Linked DNA regions of Mus musculus: regions 2, 3 and 4 are each linked to region 1. A link is a contact called in public HiChIP or PLAC-seq and promoter capture Hi-C data. All regions are on one chromosome and are shown on one strand. Each heading gives the region's core, a stretch centred on a gene start, on an enhancer-like site or on the middle of the called end of the contact. The rest is flanking DNA. Distances are from core to core; before and after follow the strand shown.

Region 1 (3,928 bases), core at 399-2,898:
ATTAAACCAGGGAATTCTGAACTCAGTTTGAAAATGGAAAGCAGCAACAGGTGGGGCAGTGGTTTCATTCTTAAACTTTGCAGGAACGCTTAAGTGCAACCAGACATAGACGAGGTGTCAACCCCCTAAGTCTGGTTCAACCCTGCTCCACCTGAGTTCTCTAGGACAAGCACCTTTATTTGCTTTCACTCTGGTTCCCCCTCCCCCCACCCCACCCCCCACCCTCACAAAGACTGAATAGAGAACCTAAGAATCTGGAACTTACTCCAGGGACACACATGAGAACATAGATAACAAATTGAATGGCTGGTGATGTAATTCAATTAACTGATAAGAGTGCTTGCCTAGCATGTGTGAAGCCCTGGGTTACACAGTCAGCAATCAGTAACTGAGCATGGTGGCATATGCTTTTCATTTCGGTTCTTGGGAGAAGGCAGGAGGGCCAGACACTCAATAACACCTGCCATGTAGTGAGCTTGAGGCCAGCCTTAGACATAGGAGACTGCATTTCAGCAGAGAATGGTGCTTATATTTAGCATGTGCTTATATTTAGCATGACTGGGAGAGGATGCTAGAACCAAAGAATCTAAAAGTAGGCATCCTAAGGTCCTTGTAGGCCTTTCTATCAAATAAGAGATGAGAAAACTTAAGTGGAGTTAACTGTTTTACCCAAATTCTACGGGTCGAATAAAGGCTCCAAAAACAAGAAATAAAAGTAACTTATGCTTTGTGGTCCATGCAATCAAAATTGATTTTGGGGACGGAGTGTGTGTATGACACACTTACCCTTTTAACTTGAGGGGGTTAACATGCTAAGTACTCCAACAGTCAGCTAGCACCTTTATTTGCAACAGATGGATCTTATTCTCAAGAGGAGAGCATTACTATGACATGGGTGGTAAGTAAACCAACAAACACCTGTGAAAACTCATCAAAACATGGGTGTCAAACTGGTGACCTTCACCCTATATAAGTTTAATCGCATAAAAGTAATTTTTAAAGAAGCCGGAGAATGTCAACTTATTAACTGCAAACTCAGGGCTGTTGTTGGGACGGTGGTCCCAGCATTGGCACAAGGTAGCTGTAGGCGCCGTTTGGTTAGTATGACTTTACAGAGCGAATCTCCAGTCCCTAGAGGGATCCCTAGACTTAAGTGAACGTTTATCCTATTTACTCTCTTGGTTTCGTTTTTGAAAGAGTCCATCTGTTTCTAACTGGCGGCAATCCTCCTGCCTCTGCTCCTCGAGTGCTGAGCTTACAGACGCGCTTTACTGAGCCGGGCTAACGAGAGGCAGGTTGGCGCATCATAAAGCGCGCGGGAAACATCTCCCGCCCGCAAAGCGGTCGACCAGTCGTCGCCCTAGCCCGCGAGGACCGGAGGAGCAGCGCTTGACTGACAGCCGCCCGCCCCAACCCGCTCCATCACCCGGCCGCGCCCACCACGGAGACCCGGGCGAACTGACGACTCAGCCACCTGTCAGCCTCAAGTCCAGGAGGAAATTCTGGGAAAGCTGTTTCACCGCTCGCAGTCCGAACAACTTAATGATCTCCCGAATGGTGGGCAACGGGGGAAGGCGGAAAGTGCCGAGCTTCCCCGAGGCAGCCATGAGAGACCCACATACACAGCCACGCGCAGCGGCTGGAAAGGTGCACGGCGCGCAGGGGGTGGGACCTTGGAGAAGACTGCCCGCCTCTGAGGCCACCTGGTTGGATGGAGAAACCTGCCGGAAATGACGAAACTGACAGGAAGTCTGTATGTACTGGGAGCTCAGGACGCGTCAGGCCGAAAGCGGTGCAGGTTGGGAGAGGAGAGGGGGCGGAGGCTAGGAGGCGTGGTCTTTGTAACCTCTGGGAGGCTCCGCAGGCCTTTGACATTCCAAAGGCTTGACTTTTGATTTGTAGCAGGAAAGATGGTGATTGGTTGCTTGCTGTTTGTAGACTGGTTACCGCCCCACCCCCGTAGGCTAGATACTTTTTATTTCTTCGCGTCCATTACTTCTTTCAGAACTTAGTTCCATAGAGAACTATAGGCTTATTTAAGGTAAGCCTGCTGAAAACCGAGTTTAAGACTTAGACTTTAGAGCAAATGGCTGAATGCCAGCCCGTTAACAGCACCCCAGCTTTAACCAATAGCAAGAGACCAACTGACTCAAGTAAAGCAAAAAGCTAACCGTAACCAACTAAACTGTGTCTCTAGATAATTTCTCTTTTCTTGTCATTGAACAATGTCCATTTTCTGGCCGGAGTTGTTTGAAAGAATTCCAAGGGCTGCCTAATTTTAGAATGGTGAATGAAAGCCATTCTGGGTCTTTAAATATGCTGTAATTTTGTCTCTTGAGCTAAGCACTTTAAACTTCGAGAAGTGTTTTTGATACCACTTGTTACTATTTCATATTCCCTTTTAAATCTCTCAGGTGTAGTCTTGCGAAACAGGACACATATTGCTAACTTCCGATTAAAACAGGATCAAGAAAGCCCTGCGAGGCCACGAATTTCGTAAAGCTGGAAGTTCACAGATTCCAGCTGTAGTCTAGTGCATGCGCGGTGGCTGCTGTTTTTAAGCAATGCCAGCAAGGTCAGCATCAGGACCACTCTTTTAGCCTTTGAAGCTTTTTCTAAAAGCTCATTCATGCTGCAAGCATTGTGGTCTCTCCACTGCTCTCAGAGTGAACCATAAAGGGGTTGCTCTTTTAAAAAGCTCAACTAAAAGAAATGTGTGCCAGGTCTCACAACTGAGTGGTTTGGAATTATTCGCTCACTAATTGTTACCATACAGATTCGGGTAGATTTTATTATTACGTAGTGGTGAAAGTGAGACTTGGGGCGGTTCAGCCACTTTCCCACACTTCAGAGTGGAAACGGAAGGCTTACTCATCAGGCAGGGAATCCAATGGAGAAAGGCTATTTGAGGGTTAAAATCCAAGTACCAAGAGAAGACAAATAGGTTCTGTCTTCCTGTGATGTCTGAGAACACAAGAAAGAAATGAAAACTTTTAAAATATTTTTCATAAGTGGGAAGATTTTTACTTTTTTCCGTCTGATTTCACTTGGTTATAAGTGAATTACACATCGTTTATGGTTCTGGTAGTTTAAAAAAAAAAAAAAAAAAAAAGCTAATGTAAAACCAGACCACTCTGGGCCGTGTGGAGAAGTAAAAAGTCCACATATCCACTTTAGTGGTTGCTAGATCAGCAGAAACCATGGGCTGACTGATGTATCTCTTTTAGAAAGTGAGAATGTGGTGGCAATTCCCCAAAGTGTCATAAAAAAACTTTGATTTGATATTTGATTCAGAGATAATATTCTCCATAAAACACTATACCTAGAAGGTGTCTATTCAGGCAATTGGGCTTTGTTTGGATGGTTGGTAGGTTTTGTTTTGTTTGTTTTTTTACCTTTGTGTTCCTTTGGAAATGTTATTATTCCTATACTGCAGGGAAGAAATACCAGCAAGTACAGTCATTCAACCTACCCAGGGTCACCAGCAATGCATCTAGAGAAGATACCCCGAGTTCTTCACGTTTCAAGTTCCAAGTTCAGTAGCCAAGCTTCTCAAATACTGTATCAACTGAAATTATTTTAAGTTAATTAACATGTTCATTTTGTGTTATTTAAATGTATAGAAATATGAAATTAGGTGTAGACTTAGATCTACAGTTTTCATATGACTACTAAAATCACACAATAAAAATATGCAAACCCACCAAACCAACACACATGGCTTTATTATTTTATAATAAAGATGCCATAAAAATCACTACTCTTTCTGTTGTCTGGATTCATTTCTAGTTCAACTCATTCGTGTTGTAGTGTATCACATATAGTAGAATTCTCTGGTTTCAAACAAATCTGCTAAAAATCTATCACAAGGGAGAACATATCGAGTGTGTCTGTTTCTGCTTTTTTATTAGCTTGGGAAACAACTGAA
Region 2 (3,697 bases), core at 788-3,287, 330 kb before region 1:
GAACTATTAGAATACCCAAATGAATTTGCTTAGCAATTCAGGCAAAGGGCTGGCTAGATGGCTCAGCCAGTCTTATGTGCCTACTACCAAGTCTGACAATTTGAGTTCCACCCTGGGGAAGGGAGACATGTCTCCCAAAGTTTGCCCTTTGACCTTTGTATACAGGCAGCCCAGCCCACTCGAGACACAAATGAGCTAAAAGTGTTGAGAGCTAGTGGAAGAATGTTGTGGCCTTAGCCAGCCAGCCAGCCGGCCCACATATATGCTCGGTTTTGAGAAATGAAGATCCTGAATTGTAACTTCCTGTGGAATTATCATCCTGAAAAAGATACTTAGATTTGGTTCCTACCAGCTTCTTTTTTCAGTTGGGGCATCTTGGTTCTCAAGTGGACACTGAAGAACTTTAGATGTGCTGGTATTTGAAGCGAATTTTGTCTTAATTTTTATTCAGCATGTGTGTGTATGCACATGCACAAGAAGTTGCATGGGCATGCCCCTCACACGCCTTTCCCCCTGCTTGAGGCAGGATCTATTCCTCCCATGTTGTACACATGTCCCCTTAGGGACTGAGATTACAGGATCTTGAACTGTGCATCTGGCTTTTATGTGGGTCCTAGGGATTTGAACTCACATCTTCTTGAAGCAAGCACATTTACAAAAACGACTGAGCCACTTTTTCCAGCCTTGAGTTTCTTACAATGAATGCAGTCAGTTCTTGTTGCATGGTAAACCACACAGCCTAGGCTCTTATCCCAAGAGTTGAAGACAGTGAGCAAACAGAGCATCCTGCAGTGTTAGCCATGTTCATTGGAAGAGCTGAGAGACTTCTATTTCCTTTTGCACTGCCCATTTCAAACTCCCTTGCAATAATTAGACACCTTCTGAGAGAGGATGGTGTAATGAGCATTGAATACATTGAATGTATTTTTAAGTCACTGCCAACTAGTCAGCTCTTTAAAGAAGGTCCAAGTGAGAATTCTAGTTCCACAAAAGTATCTAGGAACGTTAGGAGGAGTTCCGCAGTGTGCAGGCAGGGACGCTACTGGCTATAACTATTTCTTGACTCCGCCCTAGCTTCTTGGCCTTTGGTTGGTGTAAAATGTAAGTTCAGACTTTCCGTTTCCCTACTTATTTAAATGACAAATTAAGTAACAACCCTGAACTTACAGTCGTTTTAGTTGGGCTGGGCATGAATCCTAGAGACGGTAACTCAAGACTGAACTAAACAGTTGGTAGAGCCTGATACTGTCCATTCCTGGTTTCTTGGTAACATTGAAACTAAAGCGCCTCTTTGTAAGGTGTCCACATTATCATCATCTGTGAGGGGAAGCCTGCTGTCTGCAGAGAGAGAGACCCAGAGGCAGGAGGAAGTGGTCTACTCCTCTACATTCAGATAACTCTAAACCAGGACTTGTATTTGTTTGAAAGAGAACAGACTGGTTGGAAGTAGCTGTGTTGTCTGTCTCCTGGCTGAAAAAGCTCTCCTAGGAATTTGCCCTGGCTTCACCTTTGCTGATTTGATTTTTAATATAGATTGTTCTTTGCCTTTTTTTTTTTAAAGAAATTAAAAGGTGTTTGGTGGCTAATGGGGTTTCTGGACTCCCTCCTAAAGCACACAGGGTCTATATCAAACCATAGTGAAGGTGGGTTGCTGTTTTTCTTTACAGCTGAGCTGTGTGTTTTAATGAAAAATTAAGAGGTTTTATTGAATCCAATAAGGACAAGAATTAGCTTAAGCCCATGACACAAAATACTTGATTTAAGTTTCTAAATGAGAAAGAAGATTCTGAAATTCCTGCCATTAGAACAGTCCAGAAATAGCATTGCCCCCTGGGTGAAATAAATAAAAGTCAGTAGAAGCTGGAACACCATGGTGCAAGCTGTAACCTGGAATGCATGGGAGTGGGACCTGTTCTGTAGTTCAGGTTGGCCTCAAACTCAGAGACTGTCCCTAGTCTCTGCCTACTGAGTGCTGCACCACCACCACCTCCCAGCCCCAGCAGGAATGTTTGGCCACTAACAAGCACCAGCTCCAGGGCATCTGGTGCCCTCTTGTGGCCCATGTAGGCATTGCATGTTTTATGGAACAGGAAGCAATGTTCACAGTTATCATTTGGAGCGTACTATAGTTTTGTTGTCTTTCTGTTATGCCTTTTGAGAGTTTTGCTATGAACTTCTCTGGAGCTCCCTTACTGTCTGCCTGCCTCTCTGAGAGCTGGGGTTATTCCTGGCTGGGTAATTTTTACAGGTTTTTACTGTTTCCTTCCCCCACCTGTTGTCCAGTTCATCCCTGCATCCCTGGACAGAAGCCTCAGCCTCCTGAGCAGGTGGGACTCGTGGCATTGCCCCCACACCTGACTTAGCCCGCAGTGTTTCCATCCCTCCTCCTTTGCCGTCTCTAGCAGCTTTGCCACCAGCTCACTTGTGCAAGGTTTTGCTTCTGGTCTGTGCTCATGGGGCCCAAACACTCTATGATCATACTACTAGCTCCCTCAGAAGATGAGAAGGCCAAGTGTTTTAACCCTCACCCTCAAGTGAGTAGTCTTTACGTGGGCAGGAGACTCGACCTGGGGATAATTACAGCCACAAACCTTTCGAAGTATAAAATTGTTCTCGGTGTTAAACGTGGATTATTGAAGTCACTAGAGACTCCGTGTAAGGCGAGCTGCCTTTGTTAAATGTGAAGGTTTCTCCACTCCTGCCCCACTCTTCTTTCTTTGAAAAGACATAATCAGTCCAGGTGCCTCTCTCTTCCCTACTGTCTTCTGTTGGGTTCCAAATTAGTCCAACCCTGGTACTGTTTGGGTAGAATTTAAAAGTTACACGTGTCCTCTCTTATCTCGTTTCCAATTCTCTGTCTATCTTTGTCTCTCGCTCGCTCCCTCTCCCTCCCTCCTTCTCTCTCTCTCTCTCTCTCTCTCTCACTCTCTCTTTCTCTCTCTCTCTCTCTCTCTCTCTCACACACACACACACACACACACACACACACACACACACACACACGTCTTGACAGAGCAAAGCACGCAGCACTGCATTGCATAAGCACAGAGTGAGTGGGCTGAGCAGGTGCAAGGTAGAGCGCTCAGGTTTTCCGGTGCGTCTTCACCACTCCTAAATACCACTAAGGGACCTGGCTCCCTCACTCTTTCTTGGTTACTCCTGAGAATGTCTTCAGAAAAGCTGTTCCAAGGAAAATCTATTCCATTTTTAAGTTGTAGTATAATCCATTTATAGTGATAAGTTTCACAAAGACATTTTTTTTGTGTCACCTCCCATTAATCTCTCTTGTCTCCATGCCCGGGCCTTGTCTTCCTTCCCCACATAGTCGACTTCACTTTCCTATCTGAGAGGTAGGCTGGCAGATGACTGATAGGTAGGTTAGGGAGATGGTGGAATAAATGCATAAATGATAGATAGGTCAATAGATGATAGGTATAGATTGATGATGACTGGGTGGGTGGGTGGAGGGATAGATGGATGGATGCATGCATGAATGGGTGGGTGGGTATGTGGATGAATGATGATGGATGCATTGATGGGTGGGAGGATGGATGGATGCATGGATAGGTTGGTGGATGGATAAATGGGTAGATGGATAGTTAAATGGATGGATGGATGGGTGGATGGGTGGGTGGATGGATAGATAAATGGATGGATGGATGGGTTGATGCATGCATGGATAAGTGGATACATGGAT
Region 3 (3,685 bases), core at 668-3,167, 460 kb before region 1:
ACATATATTGGATGAGTAATTATTTGTAAACCCTTATAAGGAACACCCTTAGAATCAAGAGTGCAAAAACGGGGCCAGGAGCTGGCTCAATTGCTAACAGCTTGCTAGGCAAGCATAAAGACCTGAGTCCAATTTTCCGAACTCAGTTTTTAAAAGCCAGACATGGTAGTGCTTATAATTCCCACACTGGAGAAGATAAGACTTGCAGCTCACTGGCTAGCCAACTAAGAATACTTGGTGAGTTCCAGGCTAGTTTTTAAAAAACCATGTCTCGCCAGGTGGTGGTGGTGCATGCCTTTAATCCCAGCACTTGGGAGGCAGAGGCAGGCGGATTTCTGAGTTTGAGTTCAGCCTGGTCTACAAAGTGAGTTCCCGGACAGCCAGGGCTACACAGAGAAACCCTGTCTTGAAAACAAACAAACAAACAAACAACAACAACAACAACAAAAACCATGTCTCAAACAAACAAAACAGTAAATATCACCTAAGAATTACACCTAAGGTTGTCCTCTGATCTTTGAATGCACAGGCTTATGTGTACACAGGTACCCATGTGCATGAACATAGCAATGCATGCACATGAAAGACATGACAAAACAATAATTATTTACCTTAAGATAGGTAATTGTGACTTTTTTGGCATCTCTTATGAAATCTTAAACATCCAGATAAATTCTTGCCAAATTCCTCACACATTTCTCCATTTTGCTCCGGTAACATCTCTGAAGTCATACCTCTCTGGTCTAACTTTATAGGGAATACAATATTCACACATAAACATTCTGGAACTTCTTTCTCCATACAGGGCAGGGGAGATGGTTAATTTAGTATTGTGCTTATTACACAAGCATGAGGATCAAAATTTGATTCCTAGAATTCCTGAAAAGAGCCAAGTGTGGTAGCATGTACTTTTAAAGTCAGTACTTGGGAAGTGGAAATGGGTGTGGTGACAAACACTTCTAATCACAGCAGACTTGGGCAGATCTCTGAGTTTGACTCCAGCCTGGTCTACAAAGCAAGCTCCAGGACAGCCATGGATTCAGAAACATCCTGTCTTGAAACAAACAAACAAAAAATTGGCAAAGGTAGTAGGAGAAAGAAAAGGGGACTTGCGAGATACTTTAGTCAGTAAATGCCTAACATTCAAGCATAAAGACATGAGTTCCCAGCACCCCCTAAGAAGCTGCACACAATGGCATACTTGTAATACCAGTGCCGGAGAGGCAGACACACGGTGATCCCTGAGACTTGTTGGTCAGGCAGTCTAACCAAACCAGTGAGCTCCAGGTCTTAGTAAGAGACCCAATCTCAAAACAAGATAGTCTATTTCTAAGGAATAATACTTAAAGTTGACCTCTGGCTTCTACATGCATATGTACATACATATAGGGCCACATACAACATGTTTACCAGCACATATGTGAACATGTAGACACCAGCATACACCACAAAAAAAGCAAAAGGAAAGAAAGAAAGGGAAGGAAGGAAGGAAGGAAGGAAGGAAGGAAGGAAGGAAGAAAAAGGAAGGAAGAAAGAACAAGAGAGAAAAGGGAGAGAGAAAAGAGGGGTCTTTAGTAATTAGCCTTTGTGCAGTCTTCAATTGCATTGAGTGTCTTCATTATTGTTTGTTGGACTCTGCCACAAATAGAGAGACTGAAATTATGAAACAACTGGAATACATTGGGATGCCCCACCTTTGGCCAAGCTCTTCCTCTTTGGTTATCTCCTTAGACAACGCTGTTGGGGCGTGTAGCTCCTTTAATTCCACATCAGACATGAAGTATAATTGAAAAGCCTGGTCAAAGTCTTGCTGAGCCTGTATAAAAATGTAAAAACTCATGTTGAAAAGAGATTTCACATCTCCAGGCAGCTGGCTGAACAGGTTTTCCATCTGTACCACGTGTAGTCAGCTGTTCCATAGCCAGCTGCTCTATGGCAGGGGTAGCCTTTACATCTTCACTGTGGTAAACAGGAAGTGGTATATCTTCTCGAGAAATTGCTCCATCTCTGGGGTAGAGTGAGACATGGAATAAAAATAGAGATGGTTTGCTTCCTATTCCACTTATTACTCAAAGAATTAAAGTCAATTTATGTTAGTCATTCTAAATTAAGTTCTGTATAAAATAGGAAAAGGTTGTTGACTTTGTTATGATATACACCTGTCTTGAAAATGGAACCTGAAATTCCTCCTGCTTTAGATTTCCTCACAGAAGGCTAAAAAGATCAAAATATGGTAGAGAAGCTATAACCTAATATGTTTATAGCAGTTGGCAGACATTGATTACAGGATACTGTACAATTTGCCTTAGAACTATAAAGAATCCTAATATCTTCCTAGTTACTATAGTCATTTATGATTATTTAGCAGGTTACTGTCTTCATATTCTGCTTATCACTAAATTAATTCATAAAAAGAAAAAGATGAACACATCTACCCTGAGCCATAGAGGCCAGATATAGCTTAAGGATAATTATACATTGGGTTGCTTAGTGACAAATGTAAATTAAAAATGACAATGCCCAATTTATTATATTCAAAGGAATGAGACCCTAGTCTCAGAATTTTGAGTACTGTTCAGTGGATGAAAATTATCCGGCAATTACACTATGTGATATCTAAGTCTAGGCAGATCACAGTTGTCTTTATCTCACAGGGCTAAAATGTGTTGAATGTTATTAGCTATGAAATATCACCTCAAGAGCATCAGCCTTCTGCTGTTCAAATGATTATCCAGGAATCTGTATAGGACCTATGCCTTTTACAGAAAGAAATCTGGGTGGATTACCTGCCTTTCCTCTGCCAGTTTGTGTTTATGAGTCCATCCATAGAAATAAAACTTGGAAGCTGGACAAAGTGGCACATGCCTATAGCTCTAGCTCCTGCTGAGGCTGAAGGGGGAGAAAACATTACTCAACCCAAGAAGTTGAGGCAGCCTGGGTAACATAGCAAGACCCAATCTCAGAAAACAAGAAAAACAAAAGCAAGCCCCAGTGTTCATAAGGTTCCATGTCAGGCCTAAGTGAGGATGACCTCCAAATCTGTCTCCAGCACTCATGTCATTATATTCCTGGCATATCAGAGAATGGCAATTGCTGTAAAAGTAGAGCAGATGGAATCAACAGTGTCAACAAATTAACATGGAATATTCCTTATCCTAGGGCATGCTCCTTTGTAACTGAATGTGGCACTGCCAAGCCAGAAGTATTCTCTAATTACTGCATACATTAATATGAAGAGTAAAATTCCATTCCATTTCATATGTAGCTCACTTCTTAAAGGGGGGAAAGAAAATCCAGGCCAACCAGAGATTTTACTGGAGCAGAGCTCATCTTATGTAGGTCACGAGCCTCTGTGAATCCTTCAGCCTAGAAGATCACCAAAAGACATAGAAAAAGAAAACATGCCTTTAATTTTAGTAATACGGACTAGAAACCACTGATCTCACCAAAACTTCTCAAAACACTTGTGATGCAATATATTCACTCAGATGAGACTAAAAATGGATCATTTTGAAAAGAGCAGCCTTTTAAAACAGGTATCAATCTTCAAATCCTGTGTTCAGCATCCTGTGGAAGATGACTAGATAACAAATACAAAGCTTTCTCCATCTTCTCTAAACTAAACTGCTCTCTAGACAATATAATCTAGGGAAAGGAGTCACTCATTTATTACACAAATCTACTG
Region 4 (3,507 bases), core at 408-2,907, 440 kb before region 1:
TCTGTGGGAAAGGTAGTGTCTCCAAGGGTTCTCCTGAAAGAGAGACATCTTTCATTTGCCACTGTATGAGTCCATGATCTATGCATATTTGGGCATTCATATGATTAAAATCACATACCACTCCACATGCACACTCCTGTACACATGGGCTTGTATGCATACAGACCCCTTTCTAGTTAGAAGACATATATGGTAAGAATAAAATAAATGGTATGATAAATTACCAGTGCCATGGCACTATAAAACTATATATTCTATACTTTAATTCTATTGGTAATAGGATAGGTTTACTTATGCCAGAACCATCTCTAACATGAGATACGCTGTGCACTGCTATGCTAAAATGTCTCTGACATCATATGATGGGACTTTTCAGTTTTATCATCTCTTATGGACAGAGAGCAGACAAATGCTCTCTGTTGTCAAGGGACAGTGTGGAAGACTGCCATGTGCAGAGAGGTAGCAGAGCCTTCACACCAATGCAAGATGGAAGGATGTATTTAAAGGGCAATGGAAAAGTATCACAGGGGGTTAAGCAAGGGATGTGTCTAAAATATATCATTTTGGCTACTGTCCAGAAAAATGCAAGCTACTCGGAGACAGCAGGATCGTCAGGGTTAGGCCTGTGAGTACTGGAAGAGGTGGAGATGATCTGCTTTAGAGATAGCAGGTGAAAAAAATGGAAGAGTCCCATTGTAATTTTTACCTTCGAAACGGCCAGCACCAGGAGCAAAGCTGTGAATGAAGCCGACTTAAAAGACTATTTCATAAGCCTCTTGACTTAGCTCTTAGGAAATACTAATCTAAAGCAGCCCATCCCCCCACCCCTTCCTTTTGCATGAATTTGGGAAGAGCGAAGGCAATTAGCAGTACCTGTGGGAACGTTCAGTGGGAACAATCGTTCCCCCGCCGGGTTTAACTTCAAGCAAGCACGAAGCATTTTCACCCGTACCACGTCTGGATCCTAAAACCCGCAATTATCCCTCTGCTCCGATAACCTGGGGCCAAATTCCTTCGGAATAACCCACCTCCTAAAAAACCAAAAACAACAACAAACAAACAACAACAACAAAACCAGGTTGCATATCCGCGTCCAAACGGGGGCGTTCCGGGTTCCTTCCCGCCTCCGGGGTGCCCAGGCCCGGCTCGCGCAGCTCGCATTTCCCGCACGGCGGCTGCACGCGACCCGAGCCACCTCGTGTGTGCAGCGTCTGTCCCCCGCCGCCAGGACGCCGGGGCACAATGGTGGCGATGAGTAATGTAAGTCAATACCCGCTAAAGTTCTCAAAGGCACTTCAATCCCTCCTCCACCGCAGGTGCCATCCCACCCGGAAGCGGCAACGAAGACACCGTAGTTTCCTCCATTCGGTCTCTTCCCCTGAACTTTGTTTTTGCTTGTTTCTAGAGCGGCGCTCATCCGCGGGATCGGCCACCCGAAGCCCCTCCGTCCAGCCGCAGCGCTCGCTCCCGCGGCCCGGGATGAGGACAGCCAAGGGCCTCGGGTCCCCCGCTCCCGCCGCAGCGACTCCAGACGCTCTGGCCCACGCCATCTCTATGGTCTGGCGCGGCCGCGGACCTCGCGCGGCCTGGTCGCCAGGGGGCGCGCTGGCTGGCGCCGCCGACTCCGAGTGCGCGGCTCGACCGCGTCCGCCATATTGGATGCCGCAGCCGCCGCGGTCAGCGCTTCCTCCTGTGTCTTCGCTGCGCGCTGCAGGTTCCCGCGGCCTAGGCGGCAGGGAGGTGACACAGGAGCCCGTGGGAGGAAGAGGAAGGAGGAGAAGGGGGTGGAGAGTGGAGGGGGCCGAAGCTTGAGTGTGGAGGCCGCTTCCGAGCGAGGCGGAGAAGCAGAGAAGGCGCCGCGCCAGCCCCTCCCCCGCCGCCGACCCGCCCCGGCGGCCTCCGTCCTGCTCACTGCGCCCGCCCCGCGGCCATGCTGGGGCCTCGCCGGCGCTGAGGAGCGTCGCCTGCTCGCAGTGCTCCGCGGCCTCCTGGGCCCGTCGCCCGCCTTTCCGCACGCATCGCACCCGGCCGCCGCCTCTTCCTCCGTCGGGCCCCGGGCCTCTGCGCAGACAACATGGAGGCCGTGAAGACCTTCAACAGCGAGGTTCGTACCGCAACCCGGCCTCCCCGCCAGGCTCGGCCCGGCCCGGCCCGGGGCTCGCGAGCCGAGCAAGGGCGCGGGCCGCAAGCAGCCTCCCCCGGGTGGGGCGACGGCGGCCGGGCGGCCGTGGGGGAGGGGAACGGCCCGCGCCCCTCCCGGGGCCGGGCAGGGCTGAGGGAAGGCAGGGGGAGGGCCGGTCCCCAAGGCGGCCGCGCCACGCTCCCGGGTGGGTTCCACCGAGGACTATCACCTCCCACCCCCCACCTCGCGCACGGCCCGTGGCCTGGCAGGGTCTGAACTGTTTGCAGGACATCACTCTGCAGGCCCTCCCCGGTGGTGACTGAGGAAGCTGACACACGGATGCGAGGCCCTGGAGAGGACCCACGGTGTGGTGATCCATGGTCACGTTACACGTAGTGTTTATTATTGAGGTTCTGTTGACTAGGTGACTTGGCAGCCAGGGACTTCGCTAATTGGATGGTTGGTAGCAGGCAAATTTATTCTGCGATCTCCCCCCCCTCCTTTTTTTTTTTTCTTTTTTAATTTCTGCTTGCCCTTCTGATCATCAGTTAGGGAGGAAAAGACACAAGTGCTCGGGAGAGTGTGTGCACTCAGAGGGGGTTAGAAGCTTGGAGAATCATTTGCCAGGGCCTCATTCACATGTCAGGCCAAGCAGATTTTTAATTTTCTTTTTTTAATGCAGGTGTCCAATTTTTACTCTTTGCTGGGTTTACTGATCTGATTGGAAGGCAGGCTTCGACAAAATAAATTCGATTTCTTCTTAAGGAATAATAGCAATTCGGACATTAAATGTAGCAAATTCCGGCTCAGCTCAGCATTATCTACTTGTACCTTTTAGAAACATAATTAAATGTATGCTAATTAGCATAGTTTTCAGAACTTTTGATTTGGGGATGTTAATGCTCAGTAATATGACATTTAATGTCTTAAGTACATGAGTTTTTAAAATAGCATCTGTGGCTGCCCAAATGGGACAGTGCTCTTAAATGCCTTTCTGCAATTTCATCGTAATTTTTGTTTGTTTGTTTATTTATGGTAGGTAGCCTTGGGAAAGGCTGCAAAAAGGGTTGTTGAAAGTTAGATCAAGTTCTTGAATATGCGTCTTACTTTAAGTAGTGGTGACCTTCCTGATACTGAGAGCAATACATTTGGAAATCTTGTGAATTTATAACTGATAATATGGGCAGTTATCCTCTTATGAAACTTAATTCTCTCTCCCAATGATATATATTTAGAATATGGAATAAAAGGAATTTAGTGATACTGTAAATAACTTTTTTTTTGGTTTTTTGACACAGGGTTTCTCTGTGTAGCCCTGGCTATCTTCGAACTCACTTTGTAGACCAGGCTGGTCTCGAACTCAGAAATCCGCCTGCCTCTGCCTC

What was found. Promoter capture Hi-C pulls out the DNA fragments that hold promoters and counts their contacts. HiChIP or PLAC-seq counts read pairs in DNA pulled down with a chosen protein or histone mark.
Region 2: a promoter capture Hi-C map of the HPC-7 cell line shows a contact between it and region 1, with 4 times the contacts expected there. The contact joins the enhancer-like site here to the promoter of Tfb1m in region 1. A contact is called at or near these places in 7 of 39 promoter capture datasets (the 3T3-L1 cell line, 3T3-L1-derived adipocytes, the C10 cell line and 3 more), 1 of 15 datasets of contacts at CTCF or cohesin (the NIH/3T3 cell line), 3 of 484 Hi-C or Micro-C datasets (the HPC-7 cell line, cortical neurons and pre-B cells), 2 of 115 datasets of contacts at active chromatin or transcription factors (the NIH/3T3 cell line and embryonic stem cells) and 1 of 9 other capture datasets (liver).
Region 3: an H3K4me3 HiChIP or PLAC-seq map of the 230-238 cell line shows a contact between it and region 1, with 11 read pairs. The contact joins the enhancer-like site here to the promoter of Tfb1m in region 1. A contact is called at or near these places in 9 of 39 promoter capture datasets (the 3T3-L1 cell line, the C10 cell line, the HPC-7 cell line and 4 more), 1 of 15 datasets of contacts at CTCF or cohesin (the NIH/3T3 cell line), 15 of 484 Hi-C or Micro-C datasets (CD4 T cells, CD8 T cells, the G1E-ER4 cell line and 9 more), 7 of 115 datasets of contacts at active chromatin or transcription factors (the 230-238 cell line, astrocytes, embryonic forebrain and 4 more) and 3 of 9 other capture datasets (adipose tissue, liver and macrophages).
Region 4: an HNF4G HiChIP or PLAC-seq map of pancreatic cancer cells shows a contact between it and region 1. The contact joins the promoter of Scaf8 here to the promoter of Tfb1m in region 1. A contact is called at or near these places in 6 of 39 promoter capture datasets (the C10 cell line, the HPC-7 cell line, liver and 2 more), 1 of 15 datasets of contacts at CTCF or cohesin (the NIH/3T3 cell line), 16 of 484 Hi-C or Micro-C datasets (CD4 T cells, CD8 T cells, the G1E-ER4 cell line and 10 more), 4 of 115 datasets of contacts at active chromatin or transcription factors (extraembryonic endoderm stem cells, memory CD8 T cells, pancreatic cancer cells and 1 more) and 3 of 9 other capture datasets (adipose tissue, embryonic stem cells and liver).

What each region holds. Positions count from the first base shown.
Region 1 is chr17:3,556,107-3,560,034 of GRCm38.p6, forward strand. It overlaps Tfb1m (transcription factor B1, mitochondrial), which reads right to left and starts at 1,649. Exons shown (of 7, transcript NM_146074.3): 1 at 1,475-1,649. The coding sequence starts at 1,607. It overlaps 1700102H20Rik (RIKEN cDNA 1700102H20 gene), which reads left to right and starts at 1,718. Exons shown (of 2, transcript NR_045303.1): 1 at 1,718-1,798; 2 at 3,437-3,757.
Region 2 is chr17:3,222,589-3,226,285 of GRCm38.p6, forward strand. No RefSeq gene overlaps it. Among named protein-coding and RNA genes, the nearest start is that of Gm34035, 59 kb to the right of the region's middle. Within about 2 kb of position 2,038, at least 21 of the 459 cell types and tissues checked have an H3K27ac peak or open chromatin away from gene starts, as enhancers often do. A contact at or near this core is called in the HPC-7 cell line, where this site is marked.
Region 3 is chr17:3,090,989-3,094,673 of GRCm38.p6, forward strand. It overlaps the pseudogene Gm41522. Among named protein-coding and RNA genes, the nearest start is that of Scaf8, 22 kb to the right of the region's middle. Within about 2 kb of position 1,918, at least 58 of the 459 cell types and tissues checked have an H3K27ac peak or open chromatin away from gene starts, as enhancers often do. A contact at or near this core is called in the 230-238 cell line, CD8 T cells, Th1 cells and 4 more, where this site is marked.
Region 4 is chr17:3,113,315-3,116,821 of GRCm38.p6, forward strand. It overlaps Scaf8 (SR-related CTD-associated factor 8), which reads left to right and starts at 1,658. Exons shown (of 20, transcript NM_134123.3): 1 at 1,658-2,104. The coding sequence starts at 2,075. A230045G11Rik (a long non-coding RNA gene) reads right to left here and starts at 1,970. Exons shown (of 6, transcript XR_003952289.1): 1 at 1,273-1,970; 2 at 874-1,031; 3 at 1-33.